2 separate regions of the Sus scrofa genome follow, and region 1 is linked to region 2. The links are chromatin contacts, called in public HiChIP or PLAC-seq maps. All regions are on one chromosome and are shown on one strand. Each heading gives the region's core, a stretch centred on a gene start, on an enhancer-like site or on the middle of the called end of the contact. The rest is flanking DNA. Distances are from core to core; before and after follow the strand shown.

Region 1 (6,555 bases), core at 2,624-5,123, 260 kb before region 2:
CAATGGATCCAACACTGTGGGAGGCCTGGCTACAGCAGCAGCAGACCAGTCCCGTAGATCCTCCGCACACTTCCCGTTGATTGGCATCCCATTGTGGGTTCCAATGAGATACCTTCTAAGCAAACTCTTTTGTTAGAGCAGCTGTCCTGAGAGCAGAAACCAGGAAAGCACTCAGTGGCAGCCCAGCTTGACCATCTCATACCATCTAATTCCCTTTAGCAACAAACCTTCATCTACTCATCATTCAGCTCTTAGCTGGTAAGTCACTTCCTCGGAGAAGCCTTCCCTGACTAGGTTAGAACTTTCATTGCCCTCTTTACTTCTTAATAGTTAATTAGTACTGACATAATTGTGTATGTAATCACTGCAGATAACGTGAGCAGGGATCATAATGTTTGCTGCTGTGCCCTCAGTGTCTGGCACGTAGTAAATAAAAAAATATTTGTTGCATGAATGAATGTTAGTGTCATTTGCAAGGCCTTCCCTCCTTGGCTTAAGCCTTCAGCTAAAAAGCACTTGCTGTTTTCCCCATTTGTTCCACTCCTGCTATGTATACTTGTAAATTATTTTTTGCATCAGATAAGCAATATGAATACATACTCATTGTAAGAAAAACTAAATAACACGTATATGTACACATGAAAGTTATGGTCTTATCTAGGTAAATTATGCCACAATAAAACTATTTTTAAAAAACTACAATCCCCTTCGGAATTTCCCACCATTCCAGTCCCATTCCTCTTCCCAATCATAAAACCACTGTTAATAGTTTCATGTAAACTTCCAGGTAATTCTCCAATCTGCTCTCATACATATATGTATCTTCATATATATGTGTGTTTTCATATGCAAATATTCATGTAGATATGCTTTTTTTTTTTTTTTTCTCTTTCTGCCTTTTGAGGCCGCTCCCATGGCATGTGGAGGTTACCAGGCTAGGGGTCTGATTGGAGCTGTAGCCACTGGCCTACGCCAAAGCCACAGCAACACGGGATCCAAGCCATGTCTGCAACCTACACCACAGCTCACGACAATGCCGGATCCTTAACCCACTGAGCAAGGCCAGGGATTGAACCCGCAACCTTATGGTTTCTAGTCAGATTTGTTAACCACTGAGCCATGATGGGAACTCCTAGATATGCATATTTTAATGTGTGTGTATATACATACATGTGTGTATGATGTACACATACAGAGTTATTTAGTTGCAGTCCAAAATACTCTTTAGGAGCCATGCTAGATGTTATAGAGGGGATTTAAACAGGTGTTTGAAGAGTTGAGAGCCCAGAGACCAGCAGGAAGCCACTATCCACCCTGGGGCTAGAGGGGCAAAGGGTGAAGACAGTGTTACTAGGGCACTGGTGCTGGGGCCACCTGTAAAATCTGGAACCATGGCAACACTTACGGATAAAGTAGGAACCATGGAGAGAGGGTTGTACAGCAGGCTCTGGAGACTTGGACAAGATGCTGCCAGACACCATCTGAAGCAGAGGGAAGGGGAGAAGTAACCTGGCTTCTCCCCTCCTCCCGTTTTCCAGCGTTCTATCCCTGGCCCTCGTCTGAAAGGGAGCCTGAGAAAAGTAGCTCCCAGGGATGCAAAGCCCGAGATTGTTGATGGCAGAAAATATATCTGAGAGCAAACAGACATAAGACCAGCATACATGGCTTAAAATAAAATACATAAATAGCACCATGGTATGTGCACTGTTCTAAACTTATCACATCCTTTTTGTAGGGATGAAACCTGGATAAAATGGCAAGTGAGAGCAGGCTTGATCCACAGAATCAGGGATACAGCAATAGCACACACAGGTGGGCAGCAGAAAACAGATGTGGTACAGGAGAAATGCACTCCCAGCTAAAAGAAAGACCTGTCACAAAAAGGCAGCTCAAAGGACTGATGTGGCCACAGGTCCTGTTTGAGGTAACCAGGTCTGACCCGCTCTACAGGGCAGGGTTGAGGGCTGATTACTGCCCATGAATAAGCTCAAAGACTCAGAGATTTCAGAGTCTGAAGGGAATTTCAGTATCCCATTTCAATTCCTAACTGCTACAGAATCAGGAACCAAAAAGCAAAGAAGTAAAGTGATGGGCTCCAGCAGCCCAAAGGACCACGAGTCTATTTTTCTCATTTTGTGGTTTGTGGGGCATGTTTGAGGAAGTGTTGGGGGACAGTTCAGAACCCATGCCTCCTCTTCCTGCTGTGAGTCACTGAGCAGCTGAGCAGAGAAGCTCTGATGAAAAACAAGGAGTTCTAGAAGCACTTGCTCCAGTATAACCTATTTTGTAAACAATGCTAGGCACCTGGCGTGTCTTAGGAATGAATTCACACACAAGAAAAAGGTATTTTCCTTAGAAGCTCCTCTAGCCTCCAAAGTTTGGTTTTAATTGCCTTTGGAAAATTGTGGAACCTTCAGTCTGTTCCAGGCCCTGTGCTAGATTCAAAGATGAACAAGATGTAATAATGAATAAGCCATGTATTTCCAGGAGTTCTATGTCTCATAGGGTAACAGAAGTGAATACAAATGATGGTGATGTAATGTGATAAATATAACAAAATCTGTAACACAGAAGAGGAAGTGAATAATTGCTGGGAAGAGGAGCTCGGGGGTAGACAGAGAAGGCTTCACAAAGGTGACATCGGAGAAGGTATAGAAGCAAGGACAGGAGCTCTGCAGACCTCCGGCTCAAACTTTAAAATAACAGCATTAAGTCAACCTTCTTGAAACTCCTCAGGGGTTTACAAAGCAACTGTTCTTGCCCCATTTATCTCCTTTTACATAATGGAAACCACACACATGCATATGCCATTTTTGAAAGTAAATGATAGATAAAAATGAGTCCACTGGCCACATCAACCAGGATCAGCAAGACCAGATTGCCCTTCAGAGACCCTATACACTGAAGAAGTGAGGCTGTTCCCCACAACACAGTAACTTAATTTCCAAACAATGCCATCAGTCAAACGCCTGTAAGGAAGTCCAGCTAGGTTCTAAGTTTTCCTGCAATAACATTTTTTATATATTTTTGAAAATATCAAGTAGCTTCTTACTACCCTCTCATTATTTTGGTGGCTCTGCTTTGCTGGTGCCCAAGCATGCATTTGACTTGCCTGCAACTAACCGTGCCCTGAGGAGGCAGCCCCCTTCCACTCAAGACACTGCAGGTGAGGGCAGCCTCAAGTTCACATCCCTCTTCTCAACCAAGCGGAAGTAAAGTTGTTCTCTCACTTCCTCACACAGCACAGGCGTTATGATTTAGCTCTTCATCCCTTTCTGTCGGTAAATACCTTGTGACTCAGGAAGTCCATCTGAGGGCCCAGTGGTCTGGTTAACCAGAAAGAAAGGCTGATGTGAGAAGTGACTAGCAGCTTGTAGCAAGAGGTGGGCCATTTTACAGTGAAGCGCTTAAGGGCAAAGGCTTTTGAAACACTTGCTCTTTCACTTCCCCATGTGGTCTCTGGGCAGGTTACTTTACACTGGTGAGCCCAAGCTTTATCTTCTATAAAATGTGCTTAATAATAGCACCTAGCTCCTAAGGTTATTTTTCACCAAATATTTAATATCCTTCTTACTCTGTTCCAGGCACTATACTTAAACAGGGAGATTCAGCAGTGAGCAAAAATTCCCCCCACCTCTGCTGGAACTGCCATTCCAGTAGAAGATAGACAATACAAATAAATAGGTTATATATTATGTTAGAAAGGAGAGAATGGGAGGGTTACCATCTTCGATGGAGTGAACAAGAAGAGCCTGCAAGAGAGTGGGGTGGACACTGGGGCGACAGCCTTCCAGGCAGAAGGAACAGCCTACACAGAGGCCCTGAGGCAGAAGCAGGTCTAGCATGTTTGAGGAACAGAGAATCTGTCTGGAAGCAACTGAGGGTGGGGACAGAGGAGGGAAATGAGGTCGGAGAGCATGAGAGCAGAGGAGTGGCGTGCGCTGACTCATATCTGAATAGGATCAATGGGCTCTTGGGTTGGGAAGGGTTTAGGAGGGCAGGGTGGAAGCTGGAAAACTGGTTAGGAAACTCCTGCAGTGATCCAGAGAGATCCTCCTCACCTTGACACTTGACCCAACCCACTCTGGATAAGGGTGCCTTTTTTGTGAGCTGATTCCATGCATGCCTATCTGGCAAGGGAAGAGCTCAGCTTTGTTCTCTTCTCTGCGTCTTTCTCAGCCAGTCCATCTACTGCTGTCATTATCATGTGCCTTACTCATGCTGCTCGCAGTCTTCTCCTTGCCTTCTCTCTTTGCCTCCTGCGCACTCTCCTGTCTGGCTTTCCTTACTCTTGTGAACGGTCTTTTTTTTTCTTTTTTTTTTTTTTCTTTTTTTCACAAGGCACAGTTGAGGTGGCTTGTTTTGAGTCTTAGGGAGAAAGCAGTGTGCCTCCTGGCCTTTGAGCTCCACATGGCACATCCAAAGGATAAGGGAGCAGAGATGGGGTGACGGGCACTTAAGGTGCCCAGAGACGGCTCTGCCATGAAGGTTGTACCAAAGCCACAGGCAGAATTTTTGTTGCCTGGTCAGACTTCAGCCAGAGAAAAAGAAGCTTCTGGGTATTTTAGGTAATGCTTCAAAGGATGATAATGCAGGTAGTTAGAGGCTGACACCACCGCTGGATAGACCAGGAGAATTAAGACCAAAAGGCCATTTTCAGGAAATCAGGAAGTATGAGGACTATAGAGAAAACACCACCAATAACCTCACAGCCCTCAGCACCAAAGCAAGTTGTTCTCAGAAGGAACCTCATTGATACTAGCCACTAGCTTGGTGTCACAATACCAGGTAAGGTGTTGTCACCATGGGCAGTTGGGGTATTCCCAGAAGCCATTCTCACAGTGGGACTAATAGCCATGACTTAACTATACATAGAAGTGCTTAAAAATCACATATCTCACTAAAGCCAAACTCAGCATGTCCCCAACTCAACTTCCCCTTGGCCAGAGCTCTAAGATGCCCATGGCCACTCTAATCCCCTCCACCAGGTGACAGAAGGGAAGTCAGAGTGGAGACGGGCAGGACCTTTAATTGTGATTTAAAATACTCTACTTTTGCTAATTTTACAAAAACATATGGCCCTGTGCACACATAGCTATGACCTTCCCAGGGCCCTGAAGGTGTACCACAGGTGACTTCCTGAAGCTCAAGCTTCTCATGGAAAAACTCCCTCTGCCTAGAAGAGAAGTAATTTACCTTCACCGGCTGCAGAGCTAGCTGGTCATAGGAGGAGGCTTTGGACCAGTGAGAAGGGTTTCCTTGGGCTTTGTTTGTAGCAGTAATATTTTATTCAGCTTGGGAGTTGCTAATAACACTACTAGATGATGTATTAAATTAATACGAATTTGAATTAGTAGATAATGAGCTGCTTTATGTAGCCTTTACACTCAGACTTCTGAATCACTCCCTTTTTGTCAATAGGCCCCTTGGCTTGCCCATTCAACAAAAATTTATTGAGGGTCCCCTGTGCTAAGCTCACAATGGTGAGGAAAGTAAACACAAGCCCTGCCTTTATGGGGCCCTCAGAGGAAGAGACAAATAATCAAATAATCAGCCAAGTCTCTAATTCCAGGACTCAAGAAGAAGAGTTTAGGGTCTTACCGAGAGTGCAGGGCAAGAGATCCTAACCCAGTGGACGTGACGGGAAAGACTGAGGGATTCCTTCTCCCGGGAGTTATTTTTGGGTGCCTTCTTTGCACATGGTGCTAAGGGCCAGGGTAATGGTGAACAAAAGCTGCAGCACCCTTGCCTCCCTAGAACTCTCTCTAGGAGGCATTTTCACAGAATCAGATTGCATCTATCTGTAAATATACATCTATCTGTAAATCACTCACTATAGTCTGAGTGATTCAGAAGTCTGATGATGGCCTCCAAGAAGGGGCAATGCAGGTGAATACGTGGGCTTGTGCATGGGGTGAGGGCAGTAGGGCAGGCTTTCTGCAAGGGCTGCAGTGCACTGAGAACCAGAGGCAGACTTAAACCGACGGGTGAAAAACCAGAAGGGCTTATGGGCCATCTTCTAGGCAAAAGGAACTGTAGGAAGGAAGACCCAGGGACAGGACAGAGGACACAGCACTTAGAGGGAAGAAAAAAAAGAGGCCAGCATGGCTGGGACAGATCCAGGGGAGGACGGGGGACAGTATGGCTTCATGTGACTGGAAAGATAGGAACGGACCTTGTGCCCAGTACAAATGGGAAGCCAACAAATACAAAATAAATGAAGAAACGAAAACAAACAAAAACAAACACATAGATACAGAGAACAGAGCAGTGGTTTCCATAAGGGAAGGGGAGGGGGAGGATGAAATGGGTCATGGAGTATGGTGTATGTCACCAGTGTATGGTGACAGACGGAAAGGAGATCTCTGGTGATGAGCAAGCCATAGTGTATACAGAAGTAGAAGGATAATGTAAAACACATGAAATATATAATGTTATGAACCAATGTTACCTCAGTAAAAAAAAATGTAACCTTAAAAGTAAATAATAAATAAATTAGAACATTCTGAGGAGTGGAGAAACGCAGCTCAGTTGGCACTTAAACCGATTGCGCTG
Region 2 (7,611 bases), core at 741-3,240:
AGGTGACTGGTAGCTAAGGGCCCCTAGGTAGCATCTTAGGTAGCTGACCTCCTAGGATGGTGGCAGGTTGCCATAGTAACCAACCATGTGATTAGTGCGTTGGAACTTTAAGTCTCATCTCACCACCTAACTTCCAGGGAGGGAAAAGGGGCTGGGGATTAATCACCAGTGGTGAATGATTCAATCTATCTCGCCTGTAAAGAGCCTCCATAAAACTAAAGGGTTAGAGCTTCTGGGTTGGTGAAGGCATCCAGGTGCCAGGAGGGTGATATATGCCCAAACTTCACGGGAAAAGACGCTTCTGAGCTTCAGAACTTTCTCATCTTGCTGTATGTAGCTCTTCTTTTGGATGTCAACTAATCTTCCATAATATACTTTACAATAAATCAGGAATAATAAATAGTTTCCCTGCATTCTGTGAGCCATTATAGAGAATGACTGGCCCTTGAGGAGGGAATCCTGGGAACCCCAATTTGCAGCTAAGTCAAACAGAGGTGGGGGAACCTGGGGGCTCACTCTTTGCAACTGGCAACAAAAGGGGGGCAGTCTTGTGGAACTGAGCCTTCAACCTGTGGGGTCTGCACTCATACAGAGCAATTAGAATCAGAATTGAATAAAAGTATAGGACACCCACTTAGTGTCCATAGATAACAGGAGAACTGCTTGGTGTGGAAAACCCACACATTTGGTGTCAGAAGTACTGTGAGTAGAGAAAGAGTATTGTTTTATAAGAGAGAAATTCAAGAAGAAGAAGAAAGCTAATATTGGTGAAAATCCTTCAGGTGACCCAAAGCCAGCCCCCTGAGAGCTAGAAGGACCAAAATCCTAGAGGCAGCCAAGGATTGATATAGATGCCTGGAATTCCATAAAAACTGCTCCTGAAGAGGTCATAACAAGAAATGGACCTGTCACTGCTAGGGGTAACCTCAGGTAGCCTTCTTACTTTACTCTCTTACTCACACAACAAAGTGGGGGGAACCCGAAGAGTTTTGTTCATGTGGATTCATGATCAATATTCACTTTATTAGAAATTACAACCTGTAGGATGCTTCAGTGGCCTTTTCATTTCTGGTTCAAGAAGCTGTAATCCACTTGGCCTTTAAATTGCTCATAATGTTGACACCCTAAACCACTGAATCCCACTTTCTTTAAACTCTGAATAATTGATCTCAATATGATGCCACAACTTAATTGGCATCATGATACTATATGAAAATCTTCCATTGGATAAGACACGAGAAAGCATCTTATTAATTTCTATACAGCTGAGGGAATAACAGCTTTCATCGTGTTTTCATTTCTTATGTGCAGTTATTTACAGATTCTTCCCTTCGACAAGACAGAGAGCTTCCTATGTCCATTTGGGTATCTTTAAATGTAATGGTTGCATCTGTAGGTCGAAAGAGCAAGACTTCTACATTCTTTCTTTGCGTATTTAATAGGCATTTTATTTTAAACAGTTTTAGGAGTTCCCGTCGTGGCGCAGTGGTTAATGAATCCAACTAGGAACCACGAGGTGGCGGGTTCGATCCCTGGCCTTGCTCATTGGGTTAAGGATCCGGTGTTGCTGTGAGCTGTGGTGTGGGTCGCAGATGCCGCTTGGATCCCGCGTTGCTGTGGTGTAGGCCAGTGGCTACAGCTCCAATTAGACCCCTAGCCTGGGAACTTCCATATGCCACAGGAGCATTTCAAGAAAAGGCAAAAAGACAAAATAAAATAAAATAAAATAAAATAAAAACAGTTTTAGGTTCATAGAAAAATGTAGTGGAAGGTCCCGAGATTTCCTATACATTCCCTGCCCCCCATCATCATCTCTCAAGAGTGGTGCATTAGTTACAAATGATGAACTTACATTGACACGTCATTATTACCCAGAGCCCAGAGTTTATGTTACAACATTTCATTCTTGGTGTTGTACATTCTATGGGTTTGGACAAATGTATGATGACACATACGCACCATTATAGTGTCATAGAGAGTAGTTTCACTGCCCTAAAAGTCCTCTGTGCTCCGACTACTCATCCTTCCCTCCCCACAACCCCTGGTAAGCCCTGATCTTTTCACTGTCTCCACAGTTTTGCCTTATCCAGAATGTCACATGGTTGGAATCACATACAGTATGTTCCCTTTTCAGATTGTAGAATGTGTAATATGTATTTAAGTTTCCTCCGTGTCTGTTCATGGCTTGATAGCTCATTTCTTTTTATCACTGAACCATATTCCGTTGTCTGGATGTACCACAGTTTATTTATCCATTCACCTACTGAAGGACTTCTTGGCTGCTTCCACATTTGGGCAGTTATGCCCAGAATACCCATGTGCAAGTTTTTGTGTGGGTATTTTGTCAACTTTGGATAAATATCAAGGAGCATAATTGCTTGATCATATGGCTGGAGGGTGTTTGTTTTGTAAGAAACTACCAAACTGTCTTTCAAAGGGGCTGTACCATATTGCTTTTCCATTAGTGTGTAGTGTTTTCGATTTTGGCCATTTCAATAGGTTTTTAGTGTATCTCATGGCTTTTTAAATTTGTATATTATGTTTAACATCTTTCTATATGCTTACTTGCCATGAGGTGTCCATTCAGGTCTTTTGGCCATTTTTTTAAATTGGGTCGCTCACTTTTCTATTGTTGGATTTTAAGTGTTCTGGGTATATCTTGGATAAGAGTCTCCTATCAGTTAGGTCTTTTGCAAATAGTCTATGGCTTGTCTTAATGGCATCAGCATCTTTCACAGAGCAGAGTATTTCGTTCTGCTGGAATTTTGATTGAGATTGCATTGAACCCATAGGCCAATGGGTGTTGACAATAGATCACAAAAGAGAATTAGACTTAGAGAATTCCCCAAACATCAGAACCGCCTGGCATCAGCAGGGAGTGGCAAAGGCTGGCCTCCTGCGGGCCCAGGAGGGAGTGCTGATTTTATATTAATACGTGCTGTCTCCTCTTCCACCCACCTTAGGCCTGAGTCATAGCGTCGTGGTTGTACCTGTCCCTGTGCTCCTGGTACAGCTGGGAACACACCTCTCTGCACAGACACACTCACACACTGGGCCACATAACTGTGAACACCCATCCTTCCTGGGACGCGCCCTTTTATGGCCTCGAGAGTACCAGCCCAAGGAAAATGCAGGCAGTGTTCCTGCCCAGACCAACCAGACTCATTAGTCCTTTCTGCTCGTTTTATGGATGTAAACGTAGGCAGGGCAAAAATAAGATACACATTCCAGACACTTGTGTCACCCTCCCCAGAGGTGGGTAAATACAGTAGTTGGGCGGTGACATAAAATGCTGTCACTCTGTGGGTATTGCCCCTGGAAACCATCCCCCTACTTTCTCCTTCCACCCCATGGGCTCTCCAGGGGCGTGCACTTACCATTTTCCTCCAGCCTTCTTCTCCCCAGTGAGGCTGCTGCGCATTTTCTTCTAAATCCAAACTTCGCAGGAATAAAATTAGATCAGAGATCTGGGGTTGCCAGGAAGCTGCCTGGGGAGTGGGTGGCTGTGAAGCCATTAACGGTAAGGATAAGTTCAAACAACACTAATAAAATTGATGTCGATGGGGGAGCCGAAGCCCTCTAATTATCTTGAGAACTGGTTCTGCCTTTATCTGACTGTGGTTGACCGTCTTTTTTTTCTAGTTGATTCTGCCCTCAAAATTACATCAATATTTAAAAGTCCTGATTTTCCCACCTGGATGAGCCTGCCCTTTTGCTGCTGCTCCTGGCACATGATTCCCTGTCCTTCACTGCCCTCATGGCCTCTGCAGAGGCTTCCTTAACGCCCCCAAGCCCAGTTAGCCCCCACACCCTCATGCAGTCACTGTGCAGGGCTGGCTCTCTGGAGCCCTCGGATGGTGATTTGTCACTGGGTCTCCTTCCTCCCTGGACAGCAATTCCCCCTCAGCACTCACCAGATACATGCATCTCTGCATTTCATGTAGTTAGTTGCTCCCGATAAGTATTCTTTGAGTCAGAGTTGTGAGTTGGTGCTTTAAACAAAACCCAAGGCTCATGTACACGGATATCCTGCAAAAACCCTACTGCTGGCAAGGAAATTCAGAGGATGTGGCCCTTAGGCGTGTACTTGATGCTGTACTCGATGCTTGCATGTGTGTTCTTGGGGGTCTGTGAGAGCCCCTGAGAGGAGGCTGAAACCCATCAAGCAAGAGCAAGCTTCTCTCCCAAGATTCAAGGTGTGAGATGGCTGTTGGCCGTGTCACCATTTCATTGGGGTCACCAGCCTCAGACCAGGGGAATCAGATGTCAGGTGGCTTCCCCACCCCACCCCTCCTCCTTGGAACATTTAACCTGAAACCTAATTAACACCCTGGGTTTAGGGAGCCGGGCCTTCCCTGCGATTTCTCTGGGCTTTTCCCCTTGGTCCCCAACTCCCACATGACTCACCTCTGTTCTGTCCATCCTTCACCACTTTCTGTTAAGAAAACTCCCCACATTCAAACATTCCATAAGTTGAAGAGATGTGCCGACGTTTCTGGGGTCTCAAAAGGGGTCTCATGGAGGCCCATGTGTGGCCTTTTGTCATCTCTCTGGTTCCACCTTCCTGACCGCCCCCCTGCCCCCAACAACAGGTTTTTCCTCTTGTCCAACACCAGGACAACACTCGGGCTCCCTTGAGATCTTACCTCTCGCCCAAGATCCATGTGAAAAAAGAATGCTTAGGTTTTCTTACTCAGAAAAGTTCCAGAGGAAAAGTCTTCTTTTGAATGAAAGTGAGGGCAATAGAAGCGTGAAGCAAAATTTTGGAAGTAGAAGAGTTTCTCATTTTCCTGCCACAAAGACGAATTTAGGGAAGTTATTCTTTTTCTTTTAAATGTTTTATTAGCGTATAGTTGGTTTACAATGTTGTGAAAATTTCTGCTGAACAGCCAAGTGACTCAGTCACACATATATATGCACGCGCATTCCCTTCCTTGTATTCTCTTCCATCATAGTCTATTCCAAGAGACTATCGTTCCCTGTGCTGTACAGTGAGCCTCATTGCTTATCTATTCTAGTTATAAGAGTTTGCATCTACTAAACCCAAACGCCCAGTCCATCCCACTCCCTCCTCTCTCCCCCTTGGCAGCCACAGCTCTTGTCTCTATGGCTGTGAGTCTGTTTCTGTAGGGAAGGTATTCTGAGTCTTAATTTCCTCATCTGTACAATGGAGTCAATGATATCTATCAGCATTTCCAGGTCATTTGAGTTACAGGGCACATAATAGATCCTCAGAAATATTCCTTCCTTTCCCTCCCCTGGGTAATAAAAACATGACGGTGTTGACAGGAAAACATGGGCTTTAGTCCTGGCTCTGTCGCTAAGAGTTCTGTGACCTTGGGGAATCTGCTTTACCCACCTGGGTGTTGGGTTTCTCTCCTAGAAATAAGAGATGCAGCAGAGTGGTCTGGTCTCAAGATTTCATTTTATTATTTTATAGTTAAAATTTTGGAAAGAAGTGCTTTCCACCTAGGAATTTCAGTTTGAAGGTGGAAAAGGAAGAGTCTCAAGAGAAAGGCATCGGTTTGGGGGATGGATTTGGGAGTGGGGGATGGCTAAGGCCTCTGCCATTGTCCTGATGGGATCTACATTTTGGGGAGCCCACCTCTCCATTGGTGAAACCGCAAAGAGGCAAGGATGATGAAGCCATGTTGGCAGTCTGATGCTGGATTCAGGGGAATTTGGGACAAGAAGGAGAGTGTTGAAAGAAAATTAGGTGAGAAAAGTAAGCAGGTGTTCTCCAATGGCCTAGTTGCTTTTATAACCTCCAAATCATTTGAGACCCACTGGTCAAGCCACCGCATCGAGGGAATGGCAGCTCAGAGGGTCTAAGGAATTTGCTCAGGTCCCTCCACCCTGAACCTGGTGATTCCTGTCACACCATGTCCTTTCCACGGAAGCCACGTCTATTTCAGTTGGTTGTGACTCCAAGAAGGGAAACTTGAGTGTGTATTTTGGCCCCAGCAAATGGCAGGACTAGTTTTCTTTAAAAAGCTTTCTTCAGGGACACTGTTCATCTCATGCAGTTTTAATAGAGGATCGTGTTTCTATTTCCCAGCACCGTTAGTTGCCATGAGTGCAAACTTTCATTTTTAATGTAGCATGATTCACAGCAATGCTTGGTCTAAAAATGGAAGAACTTCTATTCTGACAAAAATTATAAGACAAAATTAAAATGGGGGTAGGAAGAAAATCATTTCCAAAAAAATAAATAAAAAGAAATATTGATGAGACTTTTCATTTACTTTAGCCTATCAGACTAATTGTCATTGCAATTCAATTTCTCTACATTGTTCTGACAATGGTGTTTCAGATGCTTCTTTCTCTTTCAGGCTTCTAAATAACCATGAGCTCTTTTAAAGCAATTATATACCTGTGCGTAGGGGGAAGGAGCTGGGAAAGTCATGAGAAGAGAGGCCAAAAGGCAGCTGTCCGTCCAAGCCATCGAAGCCCTTTAACCCTTTCTTCCTTGGGAAAGGCTTTGAGATAAGAGACCTACCCCCTACCCACCCTCTACTTCCCCATCACTTCCCCCACATCTCACTATTCTTTTTCACATTCTGTCGATTCATTCCTTGGGTGTGGGAAACTCCCTCCCAGGCTTTTTCTTTTTTTCGATCTTTTTAGGGCCTCACCCATGGCATATGGAAGTTCCCAGGCTAGGGGTCCAATCGGAGCTACAGCTGCCAGCCTATGCCATAGCCACAGCAACGCAGGATCCTAGCTGCATCTGTGACCTTCACCACAGCTCACGACAACACCCAGTCCTTAACCCACGGAGCGAGGCCAGGGATCGAACCTGTGTCCTCATGGATACCAGTCCCAGGTTCATGAGCTGCTGAGCCACCAAGGAAATCCCTCCCTCCCAGGCATTTAGCACCGACACAAGTACCATCTGACTTCCTAGGCATGGGAGCCCGGGCTTTGGGACATGAAGGAGGCTGAGGGGTAGGGACCTTCCAGAGACCCCCCCCAAAGACACTGTGAAGACCTCCTGGTGTCCACGAGGAATTATTGTGAGAACCAACATGTGTGGAATAATAACGATGACAGGCATTGCGATGAATGCGCAAGACTTTTCTAAGAGGATTGAGACAGTTCTTATTATTCCCATTTAAGAGATGAGAAAGCTGAGGCCCAGAGTGGTTAGAGAAGTCAGCCAAAGTCACACCCAGGTTGTCTCACTCCAGAGTCCACACTCTGTCTCCACCCAGACTCCTCAAAATGCTACATCCAAAGAGACTGGCGCAATCACACCAGGTCCTGGCGAGGAGGTGGAGGAGCTGGCACACCCACATACTGCACGTGCGAGTGGAGATCAGTACACGCGTGTGGGGAAACTGTTCAATAGTTGCTTGTAAAGTTAAACAGACATAAATCATGGAACACCGATTCCACGTTTGGGTTATAAACCCAAGAGAAACACGTGTATGTAGGTACCAAAAGACACATAGAAGAATGTCCACAAGTTCACAGCACTTTCACCACAGCCAGACCCTGGCAACCACCCACATGTCCCCCAACGGTGAATGGGAAATCCGTCACGGTGTATTCACACAGAGAAGCCCTTACTATCCAGCAACACGAATGAACAAACTATACGTCCAATAA

The links. HiChIP or PLAC-seq counts read pairs in DNA pulled down with a chosen protein or histone mark.
Region 1: an H3K27ac HiChIP or PLAC-seq map of alveolar macrophages shows a contact between it and region 2. The contact joins two enhancer-like sites. A contact is called at or near these places in 1 of 47 Hi-C or Micro-C datasets (epiblast stem cells) and 1 of 2 datasets of contacts at active chromatin or transcription factors (alveolar macrophages).

What each region holds. Positions count from the first base shown.
Region 1 is chr18:38,237,884-38,244,438 of Sscrofa11.1, reverse strand. The region is part of intron 3 of LOC102161969 (a long non-coding RNA gene); the gene reads left to right. Among named protein-coding and RNA genes, the nearest start is that of HERPUD2, 43 kb to the left of the region's middle. Within about 2 kb of position 3,873, at least 24 of the 83 cell types and tissues checked have an H3K27ac peak or open chromatin away from gene starts, as enhancers often do. A contact at or near this core is called in alveolar macrophages, where this site is marked.
Region 2 is chr18:37,975,525-37,983,135 of Sscrofa11.1, reverse strand. No RefSeq gene overlaps it. Among named protein-coding and RNA genes, the nearest start is that of EEPD1, 30 kb to the right of the region's middle. Within about 2 kb of position 1,990, at least 1 of the 83 cell types and tissues checked has an H3K27ac peak or open chromatin away from gene starts, as enhancers often do. A contact at or near this core is called in alveolar macrophages, where this site is marked.